2 separate regions of the Zea mays genome follow, and region 2 is linked to region 1. Evidence: chromatin contacts called from public Hi-C data. All regions are on one chromosome and are shown on one strand. The core of a region is the stretch at or near the end of the contact, and the rest is flanking DNA. Distances in the headings are between cores, read along the strand shown. Region 1 holds the start of LOC100280803 (40S ribosomal protein S29). Region 2 holds the start of LOC100282134 (malate dehydrogenase, glyoxysomal).

What was found. A called contact is a pair of places that touch in the nucleus more often than the background predicts.
Region 2: a Hi-C map of bundle sheath shows a contact between it and region 1, with 2.2 times the contacts expected there. The contact joins the promoter of LOC100282134 here to the promoter of LOC100280803 in region 1. A contact is called at or near these places in 3 of 25 Hi-C or Micro-C datasets (bundle sheath, leaf and tassel).

Annotation. Positions count from the first base shown.
Region 1 is chr1:288,751,304-288,756,005 of Zm-B73-REFERENCE-NAM-5.0, reverse strand. LOC100280803 (40S ribosomal protein S29) reads left to right here and starts at 2,314. Exons shown (of 3, transcript NM_001153723.1): 1 at 2,314-2,475; 2 at 2,694-2,793; 3 at 3,462-3,709. The coding sequence starts at 2,414. The coding sequence ends at 3,470.
Region 2 is chr1:289,352,614-289,357,723 of Zm-B73-REFERENCE-NAM-5.0, reverse strand. It overlaps LOC100282134 (malate dehydrogenase, glyoxysomal), which reads left to right and starts at 2,755. Exons shown (of 8, transcript NM_001155046.2): 1 at 2,755-3,323; 2 at 3,943-4,257; 3 at 4,374-4,463; 4 at 4,566-4,649. The coding sequence starts at 3,030.

The DNA of each region.
Region 1 (4,702 bases), core at 1,065-3,564:
GCATTCCTAAGCACTAAGACTCCAATTTCGCGCATTCGATTCTTTGCGATAGCAACTAGAGCTCCATTTGAGTAGAGAACTCTTTGGGTTGTGTTGTGAGCTCGAGTTGTGACTTGTGTGCGTGTTGTGCTCTGATTTTGTGTCTTGCGTGCGTTGCTCATCCCAGCCTTACTTCTGTGTTTCTTTGTGAACATCAAATTGTAAGGGCGAGAGGCTCCAAGTTGTGGAGATTCCTCGCAAGCGGGATATAGTAAACAAAGCAAAACACCATGGTATTCAAGTGGGTCTTTGGACCGCTTGAGAGGGGTTGATTGCAACCCTCGTCCGTTGGGACGCCACAACGTGGAGTAGGCAAGTGTTGGACTTGGCCGAACCACGGGATAAACCACTGTGCCTATCTGTGTTGATCTTCTTGTGGTTATCGTGTCTTGCAAGAACTCCTCTCTAGCCACTTGGCTTTATTGTGCTAACTCCTAATCAAGTTTTGTGGCATTAAGTTTCAAGTTTTTACAGGATCACCTATTCACCCCCCCTCTAGGTGCTCTCACCTGCAAGAGGTCTGTGCACTCAGACCTAATCCGTTGCAGACAGAGGGGTGCTCGGGCTATTAATGCGTCGTAATTCAGGGGTTCATATGTCATGAATGCTATGAGGCATAAGGGGTATGTAGGTCATGAGTGGGAAGCGGACAGGCGCCCACGTTGTGGCTTGGTGCCAGGCGTGGTTAATGCAGGTAGACATTTATGGCGGCTCGGTCTGGGGCCGGACGCGAGATCCACTCGAGTGGTTCCCTTTCGACATGCCCGTCCTTCTTTGTCAAGCTCCGCCATCCTAGGCCCACGCTCGGTGCCACGGGGTTCGACCGGGGGCCAGTCCTTCCAGAGTTGGCACACCTGCCTCTTCTGACTGACTAACGGGCCCCAACAATGAGGGGATCTTTCCTCAGCGCGCTCACTAGTCAGCGGGCCACAGGGACCAGGGATCATTTCCCTGACATATTTATCACAATTGTTGTTGTTGTTGTCCCTTGTTTAAACTCAAGATTCACTGAAAATAGATATAACATATTTGATATGTTATTTACCGAGCCATCATTTTGATATAGAGGATCTAGCATATGAACTATGTTCTTGCTTTGTTGCGGCCAATATTGGCGAGGATCCATCATGCTTCCTCTAAATATTGTTGGTTTTCACTGGGGTTTTCTTGAGCCCAGTGTCGGAGCCTGTCTAGACCCGGTCACGTGCCCCAATTCAGCCTATGATGACCTAGGTCACGCTAGCCTCTTAGGCTCTAGACTCAGTCTATCTCATTCCATGATGTTCGAACTCTAGGTCACCACCCATCCCATGCCAAACCCTAATGTGTAGCGCCAGCCTCTAGGCTCCCTCTCCAGCAACCAACCACTAGCTTGCGTGCACTCGCCCATGACGGCCGCCAATGCGCTCACCCACGCCCGTGCCACACCTTTCCTCCTTGTTCCCTTCTTATTAGAGTTAATCCATTAGCCCTATGATATGTGTCACTGATGACTATGTGCATGTTGTTCATTTAATTTTAATTGTGGGGATATTTTAATTTTTTTAATCAGGACATACGGTGCAACAAATGTTTGTTGAGACACTTAGCTATAATGGAAATGGCAGTGTCAATACTTTTCCCATAACTTTCGAGTGAAATTGTAGAGTCCTTTACACAAATCAGATACCTCCACTGGACATTCTTGTGTTTTTTATTCATCTGATATGTGCATGCTATGATATGAGTTAGAAGTATTATTTGGATCGAAGGGATTAAATTTTAGTCCTAGCATATACTCACATAAGATGTTTGGATGCCAATTAGAAGTATTAAATGTAGTTTAATTATAAAAATAATTACACAGATAAGGATTAAATAGCAAGACAAACCTATGAAGCTTAATTAGTATATGATTCGCCCATGTGATGTTATAGTAAACATTTATTAATCATAAACTAATTAGGCTTAATAAATTTGTCAAGACGTTTAATTTTGTGTATCTAATTAGTTTCCTAGTTAAACTATATTTAATAGTCGTAATTGATATTCAAATGTCTGATATGTCATGGATTAAACTTTAGTTACGGAAACAAACGCCCTTAGTTTTTTTTACTGTTGTAGATAGATGAACTTTGGCAAAAACAAAATGATAAATGAAATTTTTCTGGAAGAATAAAGAAAGATCACATATCGGGCCAAGTTTGGGTTCAATTTAAGCACCAAGATAGATCAAGTCATCTTTGTTGGGTTGGTCTAATGAAAAGCCCAGTGAAGCAATGCCATCCATCTCCTACAGAAGAAGCCGAACGTTTTCGGTTCCGCTCAGAGTCATAAGCCAGGTCAGACTAGGTTAGGGTTTACCTGTGAGGCCTGCTCCCCTGCCGCCGCCGCCATGGGACACTCCAACGTGTGGAACTCGCACCCCAAGAACTACGGCCCTGGATCTAGGGTTTGGTAATCCTCTATTCCTCTAGTTCCTTCGCCCCACTTAATCGCCGATATCATTTTATATACATGTCATCTGTTTAATCCGTCATGTTGTGGCATGAGCTTGTAGTTAAGATTTTAGCGCTTTAGCCCAAGTAGATTTGCTTGCCCTTACGTTTGTTGGTTTTTGTACTTCGTACTCGATGATGGCGATTGTTGATGGATGCCATGGTGTGTGATTGCAGCCGTGTGTGCGCTAACCCCCACGGCTTGATCCGAAAGTACGGGCTCATGTGCTGCAGACAGTGCTTCCGCAGCAACGCCAAGGACATTGGCTTCATCAAGGTACTGGCCAAAAGTTTCCGGCCTCTGCTTCCTTCCCTGCAACATAAGCCTGCGTTAGGTAGTGGTTACCTGTTTCATTGGTTGGGTAATCTATGACCTACCGTTTCTTCTGTTCTATTATGCCATGGTCCATGGTATGTTTCGCCGTGATGTATCTGTGTTGGTCCAGCTGGTACTAGTTTAAATAGTCTGTTACTGGCTTCTTAGAACTTGAAGCAATGTCCATGGCGCCCATATTGTTGCACTTATATGCCCATTGCCAATACTTTGTTGGATTTTGCATATCCTGTTCTGTAGGGTAGGTCTTAGTTTAGTTGTTTGCATTCGAATTAGTGTCTTTCTGGATTTTGAGTGTCATCTCTATGCGGACACATAGCAGACTGCTGTGATTATGGTGAATTGTCCCATGATTCCCAGATTTTGGCACCTCAGCAATTTGGAACCAGGGTCAAGTTTCTTATTGCAAGAGTTCGTTAATAATTAACATCTTTTTACTGCTCCGCTTGTGTGTAAGCTCTGAAGCATGGTTGTTTCCATATCCAACCATAGTTTCTTATGATCTAGAGCTTCCAAATGACTCTTTTATGATGAAGATGCCATGCATTTTAGTCGTGGTAAACAGTTGTGCTGTGGCTTCTTATTTGAAAAGTTGCATTCTTTTTATGCAGTACCGCTGAAACTTGGGGAGCTCCAAAGCATGGCAATAATGGAAGCATGGATGGGGACCTAAAAGATAGCCTGTACTCTTATTCTTATGATAAAACCATGTAATGAATTGTTTGGCTTTGTGTGGACGAAGTTGGTGTATTCTAGATGGTACTCTTGAATCTTGATGCTTCCCTGCTATGCTAGCTGAGCATGTCGAACCGCTATGAATCAGACAATACAGTATCAATGTTACCACTCAGTCTTGTTATTTGCTGCTGCGTATGGGGAGTGATCGACAGTCTCCGCCGTGCATTGATTGTTTGTTTGTAGAGGTTGGAGTGGATTTGGATAATCCTAAATCCAATTGGATCTGCCTGACCACCCTATCTGATGGCTGTGTTAGATGGACATAAAAACCTTAGCCTTGTGTTAATACTAGGGATAGATCATAGATTGGACCATACTGATTGGATTTGTGCTTAAAAACAAGCTGGGCATTAGTCATTTTGCATTGAAGTGGGATTGGAATCGGAGTTTTATCACTTGGATTGGATTGCAATGAATTTGTCTGCATGGATTTTGACCCTAATTTATATTTTCATATGTATGTTTTAATTTAATGAAATCAACTAGATGTGGGGCTTGTGTCATATGAAACCGTTTTGTCGTGTGAGCAGGGCATAAAAACACCCCCGTGCCAATAAAGATATTTTTGTCCATATTGACTTGACATCTAGTAGAACATAGGTATAGGCTGGGCTGGAATGAGCGTGGGATGTGCGTCGTGAAGGATTTCAAACCAAAAGTGTCACCTATGTAACATATCGCAAGAGTGACTAGCTGCAATGCTGTCACTCGTGGACGGGATTAAGTGGGTTTAAATCTTAATCACAAAAAAAAAATATCTGTATTATGATCATGGAAATACATTGACAAAATTTGGCCCCATCGTTTCTAGACAATCTTATTTTTCTGCACATAAAGAAATAAGGAAGTCATTGCAATTACTGAAAATACTAAGCCTACTAAAGGTACGAAAATAGAGGGTAAGTTAAAATCTGTCATAGAATAGACAATCTCCGGCAGTTCTGAGAATCAAGACGTTGGCTTTATGGAAGCCCTGCGTGGAAGTGGGATTAGACAATCTCCGGCAGTTCTGCTATTCCATTTCTTATCCCATCTTATTTGAAGCTCTAGTATGCAAGTGGCAAAACATTGTTTTGTATAGACATATACACAATCGCTGGACACAGCCCAGCCT
Region 2 (5,110 bases), core at 1,506-4,005, 600 kb before region 1:
GCAGTGCCAAGCAAAGCAAGACTTCTATAGAGTTATGCGGTGGGTACAATTAGATATAGCTTGAAGTTGTATTTTATGCGTTGAGCTATCACATTGTAGACTAACTTGTACAGTTTTTCTTTTGCAGTGCTTGCTGATCTTTTTTACCTTCAGAGCTTATAGTTTTTTTGCTATATCTTCCTTTCTATTTATTAACCAGAAAATTTAAAAGCCGACAAATATGTATCCTAATTAATCTAAATTTAAACCTCACTTGTCGGCATGTGATATCATGTCTGGATTTTTCACTTTGTCAAGCACACTTTCATGTAGTTGTAACCATCAACACAACTACTCATGTAGTTCAAGCTATTTGTTTACCTACTTGAAAGTAGATATATAAAGCTTACTACAGCTGGAGTTCAATCTTTGGGGGCATGAATGAATTGTGTTTTTTGTTGATACGAATTATCTGATAGTTAGATACTCAGGTTGGTGTATACTTTGGTTTATATTTGTGAAGGCGAGTAGGCTATCTTGTCATGATGAAAATATTGATTCATTGGATACCACATGCATTCCTTTTTCCAAGAGAAATATACATTTATGATTTATCTTTTAATTTCTTCCCCTAGAGTCCATATCTCGATGTGAGCATTCCAGTCTCTAGCTCTTTTTGTTATATCATTTCATTTATCCATAATAGTGGATTTGTTTGTGAGATATAGTCTCTCATAGTGGTGGATCTAGGCTTAAAATATGATTCATCCTTTTGCAGGCAACATGTGGTACACTTGCTTTATCTACGGCAACAGTGAAATTGGTAGCACCAGATGGAGAGGAGAAAATAGCATGTTCAGTCGGAACAGGTCCAGTCGATGCAGCTTACAAGGCATGTTTCTATTCCCGCCAAAAACAAGTGTTCTACAGTTTTGTTTTAATAAAACACAAAAAATGTTCTGAAAATAGTTAGGTCGCTGTAACACAAAAATGTTGATATGTAGACAATTCAACTCTATTTTATGTACTGAAGCATCTTTTAGTCAATGGTAACTTTACTGCCTTGCTGCAGTTCAAGCTTGCTCGCTGTAACATTTTAAATGTATAATGTTTGCTGCTTATCTAAACCGTTTGTAGCATTTATGCAAAAGAAATTACAGCTCCAATTTTTAGATGTAGCATATTGAATATGTTTGAGGAACTCTTGAATTTCATTTTTAGATGTTCACGTTGATATTGATTCCTGTTTTCTTTCAAATAATACAATATTTAGACCCCAACAAGCCTGACTCCCAACACTTTTTTGTGTTCATGTGAAATACAACTTTTTCCCACCTCTTATTTTAATTTTTTGCTATATACTTATTTCTGGATGCGACAATTGGTTCGATCGGTGCTGCCCTCTTTTGGCATAGGTTTCTGGACTCTGGACTGCTGTGCAGATCCAACTGACTAGATCGATCTTTCTATTTGTTTGTGGTGGTGGTGTGGTGGTGGTGGCGAGGTCTCAGGCAGCGATCTGCTCACATCGATTGCATCGCGCTGCAATCTGGTGGTGGTGGTGTGGTGGTGGCGAGGTCCCAGGCAGCCAGCGATCTGCTCGCACTTTCGCACCAGTGGACGGTGCGTCACTGCTTCTCTCCAGACTCCAGCCATACAGAACATGTATCGCCATGAAAATATATGAACAAGAAACTGAAATTGCCATGAAAATAATCCTCAGTTTCTTGTTCAGTGACAAAGTTGTCAGTTTCTTGTTCTGTCATTATGGAGCACAGATTACAGAATCTGTCGGTTTCTTGGTCATATTTTCATGCATGTTCAGGTGTTGTTAGTCTCAAACAGTGGCGATAATGTCTATGTTACATATTACAGACTGGAGCACACAGTTCTGGTTGATTTCCCCACTTAAGTTATCGTGTTATTATATGGTTCCGTCGCAACGCACGAGTACTCACCTAGTAGTAATATATGATGAATAGATTTGAACAATGATATTTTATAGTTGTAGTGGGGTATAGGGGGAGAATATAGAGAGAACCGTTGCGGGAGATAAAAAAAATAAGGATAAAATGTTGGTGATGTGATGTAAAAAATGATATAGAGAGAAAAATTAAGGAGAACCGCTGCGAATGCCTAAAGACGTGATCTAATAGAGCGTTGTATCGAGTAGTTGGATCATAGTCTTTTACCATAAAAATGACTGCATGTGCAGCAGCACCAACTATTAGAAATCCGCCAATCCACATGTGGTGTGTGAACAAGGAAAGTTGTGTACCATAATTAGTAGCCAGGTATGGATAGGGGGCATATAGTACATATGATGAGCTATAACAATAGTTGTAGAGCCTAACATAGCTAGGTTAAGGGGTGTTTGGTTTGCCCCTGCTAAAATTTAGCCCCTATCACATCGAATGTTTGAACCTCCGTTCGGGGTATTAAATGTAGTCGGATTATAAAACTAATTTCTCAGCCGAAGATTAAAAAGTGAGACGAATCTAGTACAGTTGGTTGGGTCTATATTTCATACTCCTATTTGAAAGTCAAACGCTTGATGTGACCCGGACTAAACTTTAGTCCACAGAACCAAATACCCCCTAAGAGATAATTGAGCATGCCATGACGTCTTAGACAGTTGGTCTGTCGAAAGTTGTGGTTGATTCGAAGATCGACACTCCTCCCCGACCAAACCAACCTTCCGGACCCGACGACAGACACCCGTGCAGGCTCAGCGACCGAGGCCGAAAACGAGGCTCGACGCCCGGCGCACACGGCATACTGCATCATACCGCACCGGCAGTGGCGGAGAAAAGAGATGAGCCAGCCGGGGCCGGGAGCCATCGCCGCCTCATGCCTCCCGACTCCGTGACGGCCCGCAGCCACAGGCCACCGGATAACGCACACAGCGGAACCATCCAAAAACGCGGGAGCTTTCCCCCGTCAAAGCCCCCACCCTAATCCCCCGTCTCGCGCGCCAATCAACCAGCACCGGGAGCAGGAGCAAGAGCAACTCACCCTCCCCTCCGGCTTCCGCGGAACTAGGAGCTGCCATGCAGCCCGACGCCAACGCTCCCTCGCACCGCCTCGCCCGCGTCGCCGCGCACCTAAACCCCCAGCGGCCGCAGATGGAGGAAGGCGCGTCCGCACTGAGGCTCGTGGTGTGCCGCGCCAAGGGCGGCGCGCCGGGGTTCAAGGTCGCGATCCTGGGCGCCGCGGGCGGGATCGGACAGCCGCTGTCACTGCTCATGAAGATGAATCCTCTCGTGTCCGTGCTGCACCTCTACGATGTCGTCAACACGCCCGGGGTCACGGCCGATGTCAGCCACATGGACACCAGCGCTGTGGTAACGTCCCCCCCTTCCCTGGTGCTTCTCAGTCGATCCGTGGTACTGTACTTTTTCGGGTTGATGACTACAGCCTCCGTGATGCTGCTATACAATCGGCAAGGCATCATCGTTTGATTGCTCTATGTGCCAACTGATGGATTTTGGCGCCTTGGGCACTTAATTAATTGATCTATCACAAATTGATCAATTCTCCGGCCTTAGTTTTCTAGTTGGTTTCACCAGCTCATTCACTCGTTGTTGTGGTTAGGCTACTGACGTCTCAGAACACCGCTCCGCTCCGTTCACAACATTTGCTGTAGTACTTAAAAGAAAAACACCTAGAACTTCCGTTTATATTTACATATGTGATAATTGAGTACCACTATAGTTCAGGTCTTGGTTTCTATAATGCCTAAAAGAAACATACCCAAAGGAAAGGGGAAAAATACAATTACTCTCTGGAGTTTGGAAAAAAAAAAGTAGTGTAAACAGACGGTCTCTTAAAATTGTATTTGAACTACAATATTTTCAAGCAGCTTAAATTGATTATACACTGTTTCCTTGGCCCAAATTACCTAGTTGCAAAAAAAACTTCAAATGCGAACATACTAATAACTCTGGTAAAACTTCTTTTCAGGTCCGCGGCTTCCTTGGGGCACAGCAGCTTGATGCCGCACTTACAGGAATGGACCTTGTAATCATACCCGCTGGACTCCCTAGGAAACCAGGAATGACAAGAGATGATTTATTCAACAAAAATGCTGGGATTGTTCGTACACTATGTGAAGGCGTTGCAAGATGCTGTCCTAATGCAATTGTGAATCTGATCAGCAACCCAGTGAACTCAACTGTCCCCATTGCTGCTGAGGTTTTCAAGAAAGCTGGAACTTATGATCCCAAGCGGCTTCTTGGAGTGACAACACTCGATGTTGCGAGGGCTAACACCTTTGTGGTATGAAGCCTAATCCATAGCATCTCTTAAGAACCTGGAATACTTGCATACTCTAGTAGGCTGTTGTACTTCTCAGTTTGGTAATTTGCATTTCTGCTTCATGTTGTGTATTGTAGGCCGAAGTGCTTGGAGTTGATCCAAGAGATGTCAGTGTTCCTGTTGTTGGAGGGCATGCTGGGATAACTATATTGCCCCTCCTCTCCCAGGTACTGATCATATGCTGGTTTCATCACATGGGAATGCTAATATTGAAATATTATCTAGCTTCTATGACACTAGGTGCTGATTTAAAGCCTGTTTATCTGCAGGTTACACCTCCGAGCTCATTCACTCAGGATGAAACCAGATATTTGACAGACCGCATACAGAATGGTGGCACAGAAGTTGTGGAGGTACAATGCTATTTGACTTTACTGCCTGAAGTTATGTGTAACCGAACCCCAACTATAATCTAAGCTCTGTAAATGAGCAATATTCTCTCTGCTATAGTCTAAGCTCTTCATCTGATATTCGCTGCGCCAAAACAGAGGTCATCTTTACATGATCGATCTTTTTTGTCCATCAAACATTTGGTGAACATGCATCTCTAACTAATACTCCCTCCAGTTTTTTTTTATTTTGTCGCGTTTTAGTTCAAAAATGAACTAACGGGCGACAAATATTCGATAACGGAGGGAGTGCATATTATGTATGTACTTACTATTTTCTCTGCATAAAGCTTACATAGTGATGTTGTTAGCATAGTCATAAAGTTTCTGGATCGATATGGTCGAGGAACATGGTACGCTACTACGTATCCGGGTCGAGGGTTGCTACCACTGTACTCGTTTCTTGTGACTATGGTTGTTAGTGG